Regions from separate parts of the Mus musculus genome. Here region 1 is linked to region 2. A link is a contact called in public HiChIP or PLAC-seq data. All regions are on one chromosome and are shown on one strand. Each heading gives the region's core, a stretch centred on a gene start, on an enhancer-like site or on the middle of the called end of the contact. The rest is flanking DNA. Distances are from core to core; before and after follow the strand shown. Region 1 overlaps Scg5 (secretogranin V). Region 2 overlaps Fmn1 (formin 1).

Evidence for each region. HiChIP or PLAC-seq counts read pairs in DNA pulled down with a chosen protein or histone mark.
Region 1: a contact with region 2 is called in an HNF4G HiChIP or PLAC-seq map of pancreatic cancer cells. The contact joins two enhancer-like sites. A contact is called at or near these places in 9 of 39 promoter capture datasets (3T3-L1-derived adipocytes, cranial neural crest, embryonic stem cells and 5 more), 4 of 484 Hi-C or Micro-C datasets (embryonic stem cells, granulosa cells, neural progenitor cells and 1 more), 1 of 115 datasets of contacts at active chromatin or transcription factors (pancreatic cancer cells) and 2 of 9 other capture datasets (adipose tissue and macrophages).

Annotation. Positions count from the first base shown.
Region 1 is chr2:113,818,758-113,823,187 of GRCm38.p6, reverse strand. The region is part of intron 2 of Scg5 (secretogranin V); the gene reads left to right. Among named protein-coding and RNA genes, the nearest start is that of Scg5, 8.1 kb to the left of the region's middle. Within about 2 kb of position 1,702, at least 42 of the 459 cell types and tissues checked have an H3K27ac peak or open chromatin away from gene starts, as enhancers often do. A contact at or near this core is called in pancreatic cancer cells, where this site is marked.
Region 2 is chr2:113,370,057-113,374,527 of GRCm38.p6, reverse strand. All of the region lies in intron 2 of Fmn1 (formin 1), which reads right to left. Among named protein-coding and RNA genes, the nearest start is that of Gm13963, 19 kb to the left of the region's middle. Within about 2 kb of position 2,882, at least 4 of the 459 cell types and tissues checked have an H3K27ac peak or open chromatin away from gene starts, as enhancers often do. A contact at or near this core is called in pancreatic cancer cells, where this site is marked.

The DNA of each region.
Region 1 (4,430 bases), core at 453-2,952, 450 kb before region 2:
TTGAACAATATAAAGTATTGGTTCATCCCCCAAATAAATAAGATTTTCTTATGGTATTGTCTTAGCTAGGATTACTGCTGCTGTAATGAAACATGACCAAAAGCAACTGGGGGAAGAAAGGGTTTAGTTAGCTTACACATCTACATTGTAGTCCATCCCTGAAGGAAGTCAGGAATTCAAACAGGGCCTGTACCTGGAGGCAGGAGCTGATGCAGAGACCATGGAAAGATGCTGCTTACTGGCTCACTCCTCATGGCCTACTCAGCCTGCTTTCTTAGAGAACCCAGGACCACCAGCCCAGGGGTAGCCCTGCAATGGGCTGGACCCTCCCTATCAATCACAAATGTTCTACAACCTCATCTTATGGAGGCCTTTGCTCAATTGAGTCTCCCTCCTGTCAGATAACTCCAGCATCTCTCAAGGTGACAGAAAACCAGCAAGCACAGAGGTCAAAGAGGGCCATAGAAAAGCAGCAAAATTAGCAAGGTGAAATTTCATGCCTAGCAGCTGCTAACTTAGAGAAGTCAGTTATTTGGAGCCCAGCTTGTCTTCATCCGCCCAGGTGACTCGGTCTACTGCTCGCAGCTCTTGACCGTCTAGATCAGGCCCCGGCTGAGGTGTTTGATGACAGCCTGCTTCACGCTTCAGGGCTAGCTGACTCTTGACATGGCCGAGAGGCCGGAGAATTCATGGAGGACAGTTGCACCCCCTCCACATTGGGGGTTCAGACTTCAGTATAATTTTTAAGGGGACATAAACACTGAGTGCTTATTCCAGCTAGTGTCCATCTGTGGGTACAGGGCCTGAGCTAGAGCTTCTTGTGAGCTCTGTAGCCTAACTCATTCTTCCGAACACCAAGTCCCAGCTGTGTGCAGCCTTCATGGAGAAGCAGCATTTAAACCATGCGCTCGGCCCATTTCTGTGACCGTAACCTGAATGGAACAAGTGGGGACAGTGAACTTTGCTGCCTCTAAATTCTGATGAGGTTTAAAAAACTCTTATTTTTTTTCTAACCCTTTTTCTCCCACCCCACTTTCCATATTGTTCACACGAGAGTTTGGCAGGTGTCTTAGTCAGGGTTTCTATTCCCGCATGAACCAAGAAGCAAGTTGGGGAGGAAAGGATTTATTCAGCTTGCACTTCCATACTGCTGTTCATCACCAAAGGAAGTCAGGACTGGAACTCAAGCAGGTCAGAAAGCAGGAGCTGTTGCAGAGGCCACGGAGGGATGTTACTTACTGGCTTGCTTCCCCTGGCTTGCTCAGCTTGCTTTCTTATAGAACCAAAGACAACCAGCCCAGAGATGGTCCCACCCACAAGGGGCCCTCCCTGTTTCATCACTAATTGAGAAAATGTCCCACAGCTGGATCTCATGGAGGCACTTCCCCAACTGAAGCTCCTTTCTCTGTGATAACTCCAGCCTGGGTCAAGTTGACACACAAAACCAGCCAGTACAGCAGGGAAAAAAATTAATCTAAGCATAGCATTCCTCCCTTCCCGTCTACTTGTAAGGCACGGCTTCGAAGCTGGCAGCTAAGACTCCTTGCACTTTCCTGAAGTGTGGGCTTAACCCAGGAGGCGTCTTGGTTCCTGGAGAACCTTGGCTCCTGGGGTTTTTTCCTGTCAGGCATTGTCTGTGCAAAGTCCATATCTGTGCAAAGCCCGTGGTGTTTAAACTAGAACTCTGTCTCATGTCACCTGATTCATACCATCTGGAAAAAAAACCCCCGGCAACAAGAAGCACCATGAGTCACCTGGAAAGCCGCAATGAAGGATTTTCCACAGAAAATTGACAAAGTGGATTACGTACACAAAGGGAAGGGAAGAGCAGTAACCCAGTTTTGTGTAACATTTATGGTTCGCAGAGCTGCTTTCCTGTAACTGTCTTATTTGATATAATCATCCTAACGACCGAATCTGTTTATGCTTTCCCGCAGTGGCTTGGGTTTTTTAAGTTTGTTGGCAAGCCAGCTATTTTAGGTCTGAGTACATCTATCCCTGCAGACTTGTATAATCCTGGGCTATTTAGTTGAGAAACGATTATGAGTCTAGGCATTATGGTAAACCACAGGTGATTTTGGTGGCTGGTATTTCAGGGACCTGAGGCTACAGGAAGCGAATGTTCTGACAAGTTTCCCTCTTGGAACAAATTGGTGCAAACATCTTGGTCACCGCAGTCCATAAAGAGTTAGTGAAGCAGGCTGGGTTTAGCAGACCACAGTTAGGCACGGCCTTTAAACCTGAGTGCACACATTGGCCACTGTGCAACGTGTGCCATGTGAGTTTTAGCAGAGGGAGAAGCGTGTGGGGTTTGGGGTGGGGGAGGTGAGAGGAGGATGGTATATATACAGCTAGCAGGGCGTACATTGAGATAGGCTATTCTAGTTCATTCTCAGAGAAGTTACAAGACTACCTGACAGTTTACTTTCCCAGTCTTAAAATGGCGATAAGCTGTCCGGTCCATCTCACAGTGTTGTTGTGACAGCCAAATTAAGGGGGATCAAGGTATTTTGAAAAAGGTAAAAAGTGTTCTAGAGACATGAACACTTTGTTTGCTTGCTTGTTTAGCGATGCCTGGAATCCAGCCCAGGTCATTGCCCTTGCTAGGCAAATGCTTCACCACCGTGCTCCATCTCCATCTCACAAAGCACCGCTGTGCTCTCGACTTCCTCTGTGCTCCCATAGTCATTTCCAGTTACAAACAGCTCAAAGTTGAAAGGTGATCCTATCTTCCCGTTCCCTGTGTCCTGCTGCGCTCGGGCCTGAGACACAGCGCTCCCAGCCGTTGCTTATGAATCCTAGGAGGAATCGGTTTCCCTGGCCTTGTATGTACCCCGTTGGCGGTGACGTAGGAGTTAGGATCACAGGGCTGCAGCGAGGAACAATGCTTCGTGAAGATGAGCGAGCCGCAACTTCCCCTCTCAGACTTGCCCTTCCCTTTTCTTGCTTTTATGACTTTATGACCACTTCAGCAAGAGTTCCAAAAGTGAAACATGTCACAAATGAACATCAGGTGCTGCTGAAAGACCAGTGTGCCGATGAACTAGATAGAAATCTGGCCTGCGTTGGACTGGAAGCAGACTGTCTACTTGCTGGCCTCTCTGGCCATTTACACCAACCAGCATCCCATCAGAGTGCCCATTAATGCATTTCCACTTGTATCCATTCAATAAGTAATTAAATTCTTACGTTGTTCCAGGAACTCTGTCCTTCATAGGTTTCAAAACCAGTATGCACTGCTCTTTCAGAATTTTGTAAACCAATTACAAATCGGGCATTATCGGAACCTCTTTGTGAAGGATCGGCTCCGGCCAGAGGAACATGGCCGTGCTGTGGAATATGAGGGTGGTGGCGGGTTCTGATTGCTGTGTTCCTTTATGCTAGCTGAGGCTCCTGTTGGTCTTTATTCAAGAGCCACTCACAGGAATAGGAAAAGCTAACACACAAGAAAGATATGGAGCTGCGGGCTGTGTTTTTGCTCAGCACCTCACTCCAGTAAAGTGGGCTGGCTAACTGAGGAAGGGCCAAAAGGAGGAACAGGCCCATCTAACATCTCCTATCCTGACCTGCAGCCCTAGGTTAAGGAGCCTGAAAGAGAAGTAGGGAAGGGACGTGAGACGCTTACTGCATGTCTGTAGTGTACTGGGCTAGAAGCTGAGAGTCCTATATATAGATTATTACAGAAATGGTTCTCTCAGGGCCAAGGCATTGAACTAGGGAAGCTGACACTGGAAGAATCATCACCATCACCATCACCATCACCATCATCACCATCACCATCACCATCATCACCATCACCATCACCATCCTCGTCATCCTTGAGCAGAGCTTCTGTGAGGATGTATATCATGGAGACTTGGGTTTGAGTAGCAGAAGGAAAGGAAAAAAAAACAATTTTTTAACCATTGTGTCAAATACAAAATGGTTACAGGGTGGGGTGGGGGTGTCAGGAAAGGCCATTTGAGACTGTCAACAGGTTTGTCTTATGTCCGAACAATGGTCACATGAGGCAGGTGGTATATACCGCCCAGCCCCTAAGCTCACACAGGAAAACTCGACCTCTCTCAGAGCCCACATTGTACTTGTCCCTTAAAGCTTCCACGCATCTGGTCACCACCTTGGTGGCAACATTAGCAGTAGTCAGTGGGGCTGGCTGGGGGCACAGTTCATATATTTCTGTTCGCTCTGGTCAGATCCCACGCACAGAGCTCACAAGCACCATCGGAATACCAGAAGGTAGAGGCTGGTGTCTCTTCAGCTTGGTGTTTCTGAGTGTTGCTCAGCGTAAGTCAAATACTTCATAAAGTGAGCCTCTCTCTCTCTCCCAGGCAGCTGTTCACTTGGACATAGTTGATTATAAACTCCCAGAGAGGTGAACACAGACCCATTATGGCATTTTAGAATATCCTCAGTGCAGAGATGGGGAAGGG
Region 2 (4,471 bases), core at 1,633-4,132:
GACTCCTCTGGGAAATCTGAAAGTCGATGGCTTTGGTAACTCACTGGGTGACTTGGCAGCTCTTTCTCTACACAGAAAACTCAGATGCAGAACATTAACTTAAGTTCTTAGCAAACAAAAGGTATCATGACTTAGGAAGAAACACCTAACACTTGGATGATCCAACTTAGTATCTTAGGAATATAATTAATACAAGACTTACAGACATGGGAATTGCAATGCTTTAAGCCCAGGTTCCCTTGCTAGCGTGAAGGCAGATCTGTTCCACAGCCCCTCCTCTCACTGATGCCTGGATCCACTATTTGGGAGCCCTGCTGTTCCATTCAGCCATATGGTTCTTCCATGCAGCCTCTGCTTAGTTCTCAGCAGGGAGGGTTCTGCTTGTCTTGAGTCTCCACACTGCTAGTTGTTGGGCTCTGACAGCCAGCAACAGACTTCCCTCCATCCCAAGCTCCCTTCTGCACTGAGACAGAGGTATTTTTCCCAGGGGCAGGGATGGCCTGCCCAGATGCTCAACCCAAACTTCTCTCATGATCATCTTCCCATTTTTCTGTGAACTTTTCTATTACCTAAATTGTCCTACAAAGACCCCACAAACCCGTCTGCAACCGTCTGCATGTCTGAATTCTAATTCTAACCTAGTTCCAACCCCCTTTCCTGTAAGGTTCTGGGCCCCATAGAAAGAATCAGGCTTGAAACACTAGAAAATTTATAAGGATGAAAATAACTTGCAAACCTCTCTGTGGGAGTAGGAAACTCTACAATACACTATAAACTGGAGACTGCCTTGCCGGGCCATGCAGAGGAACTCTAGGCAGATGGTGTGCCCTGGCTTCACATTCCATGGCCCACTCAATATGGTTTGAGTTCTATCTAAGAATTACTCAGTGGGTGTCTTGACTCAGACCTACAATACCAGCACAAGAGATTGCTGAATTTGGGGCCAGCATGAGCTACATAGTAGGATTCTATTTTTTTTAAGGTAATTATTTAATAGCACTGATCAGAAAGCAGGTGAAATCCATCAAAGGAACAAACAAAAAATGTTATTACATAATAACAGTTATCAAGCGAAAGAATGTGGGTCCAGAGTGCTAGCCAATGTTCCCATCATTCTCAAAAACACCCTTACTCAGAGAATAGAAACAAATGGGGTAAAACCTATGTCTTCAATAGTCAATATTCAGCTTCATCAATGAGATGAAATGCTTGTAATTCAATTACAGGCTCAAAAGGGTGAGGTGTTTCATGTTGTTGGTTTGGGTTAAGTGTTTTCAGACAGGGTCTCAATATGTAGTCCTGATTGGCCTGTATCTCAGCGATCTACCTGCCTCAACTTCTCAAGTGCTGGGATTAAAGATGTGTGACACCATGGCAGCTTCAAAAGTGTGAGATTTTAGACGCCTCAACCAATGACAATCTGACAGTGTGTGTGTGTGTGTGTGTGTGTGTGTGTGTGTGTGTGTGTGTGTGTGTGTGTGTACTAATTACCTGCCTACCACCCACTTACCAACTACCTAAGAGCAGATCGTTCTACTGAGATGACTTCCTCCAGTTACAATCAAGTCTTTTCTTGGTCTCCATGCTATAGGCAGTTCACCTGCATCATCAAAGTTCCCTTGTGCTGCTCCTCAGGGTCTACTTCACCCTTTGGTGCTCTGGGCCCTGAAGGGCAGACCTTGTAGGCCATAACTGGCAGCTTGATGATCCCCTTACACCTGTCTTTGGCTTTACTTTAGAAAGTCAGGCAAGGGTATTTCATATGCTCTTCTTCTTTTGGTCCCTTCTTCAGCCCCACCCCCCATCATGCCATTCTTTGTCACATAACCCTCCTCAACCCCCAAACCCCCTTCCCAGAAGGGCCTGGAGGTGGGTCTGTTCCTGTGTTGGAACTCTGTTGCATCCAGAAGCCCCACTATATTGCCTTCATGGTTAGATTCTGGATTTTGTGCTATGCTCATCTAATTTTACCATCAAATATACTTCTTTCAGGCATTACCTTCATGGCTCTCCAGATACGTTCCTGTTCGTTGTTTAGTTGTTTGTTTTTGACAAATGCTATATTCTCATTGCTGAGTTTCCTGCTTTACTGGAAGACACAGGAAAAACACAGAAAATGTGCTTCCACTATAATCCTACCCCCACATATACATGACACTCAGTAAAGCATGTTTCTTTGGTTTTTTTTTTCCCTTAAAGAAATAAAATTGCAATTTTTAGATGAAACATAGGTACCGGATTAGCTTTAGTAATTTAAAATAGAGCAGCAACAACAGAGGAACCAACTCTTAAGTATCAACAGATGGGACTACTTGAGAATAGACAGGTTCCGTACAGCAGAAGAAACAATCAGTAGAGCAAACGGTCAGCCTAACGAATGGGAGAAGACCTTTACTAACTACCTTTAAGCAAGGAAATAAATACCTAGAATTCACAAGGAACTGCAGAAATGAAATGCCAATGAAATAAGACTACCATCAACAAATAGGCAGATGAGCTAAATAAACACTTATAGAAAGAAACAGAAGTAGCCAATTACTATTTTAAAAGTGTTAAACATCCCGAGCCCTTGGAAGAATACAAATTGGAACTACTTTGACAAAGCACCTCACCCCAGTCAGAGTGGCTATCATCAATGGGTCTGACAAGAGACTGAGAGGATGTGGAGAGAAAGAAGCCCTTATTCACTGTTGTTGGGGACTAAATACAGCCATTGTGGAAGTCAGCTTTGAGATTTCTCAAAAAATTAAAAATAGAACTACCATATGGTTCATTTATTTTGCTTCTGGGCATTTTTCCAGAGAACTCTATACACCACCACTGAGATATTTACACACCACAGTTATTGATTCACCGCGGCAAGGAACTGGAATCAACCTAGTTGTCCACCAACACATGAATGGAGAGTGAAAATTTGGTCTATGTGGTTGGACTGATGGTTCAGTAGTTAGAGCTTTGTTGTTCTTGTGGAGGACCGTGGGCCAATCCCTAGCACCCATATGGAGCCTGACAACCTCCTGACTGACACATAACTCTAGTTTTAGGGGATCCCAAGCCCTCTTCTGACCTTCATGTGTACCAAGCCCTCAAAGGACGCAAAGACGTACCTACAAGCAAAAATTCATATATATAAAATAAAATCAATCTTAAAAAAGAAAATCTGTAGTGTGTGTGCACACACACATACATATACATACACACACATGAATGCTATTTAGCTCTAAGGAAATATAAAAGGACAAAATTTTCAGGAAAAAGGATTAAATATTAGGGAATGAAGAAAGATTGAATGTAGGTATAAATGAGTGATGAAAGAGGATATAAAATTAATCGTTTTTTCTAGCTCTAATGCTGTCACGGATTTTCCATTTTGGTGATGGATAAATGTATAAAAATACACTGGATTCTGAAAATATAAAAACACAATATGAATCTCTATAGATTCCCTTTCAAGTGGCTACTTTAACTATATAGAAGTTCACTGAGATATATAGCTTAGGGGGGTCTGGCTAATTTTGGTGTGTGATTTCTTTCCTCAAAACGGTGTGGCTATGCTTGTGCCTATAACCCCAGCACTGTGGTGGTCAGAGACAGGAGGATCACTGAGGTTCGCTGGCTGCCAGCCTGGCTCCAGATTCAGTGATAAACCTTGCCTTAAGAGAATAAGGTGGTGCCGGGCGTGGTGGCACATGTGCATGCCTTTAATCCCAGCACTTGGGAGGCAGAGGCAGGCGGATTTCTGAGTTCAAGGTCAGCCTGGTCTACAGAGTGAGTTCCAGGACAGCCAGGGCTATATAGAGAAACCCTGTCTCAAAAAGCCAGAGAGAGAGAGAGAGAGAGAGAGAGAGAGAGAGAGAGAGAGAGAGAGAGAGAGAGAGAGAGAGAGAATAAGGTGGAGAGTGACAGAGCAGAACACTTGATCTTTATTGGCCTCTACATGGGCACAGGCACCCACCTACATGCACAACCACACACATATAAATAAAAATAAGAAACAAAATGGTAAAAATAATGCTTTCGAAATTATAAAAGTTACATGCACCCGCCACATCTAGAGAAACACTGTAAGGATACACAAAGTAGAGAGGTGAAGGAGCTGACACACCCAGTTCTCACACCCTGTTCTCTGGTCTATTCCCCACTGCCTTGCCCTTTGAATGTTAACAGCCTGGCCAATTCTTCTTTACACCTTTCTCTCTGACATTCAAGTCTGTGCAAAAAACACATATTTATGTATGGGAAGAAGACATGTTCATTTTTACAAGAAACAGAGCATTCTATATATTATATTGCAGCTTGTTAGAAATCTATATTAATACTTTAGACAGTTTCATAGTATTACAGAGGAAAAAATGTGTTGCAATTTATTTAAACATGTCTTCGCTCATGAATGTTCAGTTTTTTTTTTTCCCTAGATGTTGCAGAAGTATTAAAAAATTGCTTTAGGGCCAGCAAGATGCTCAGCTGGTAA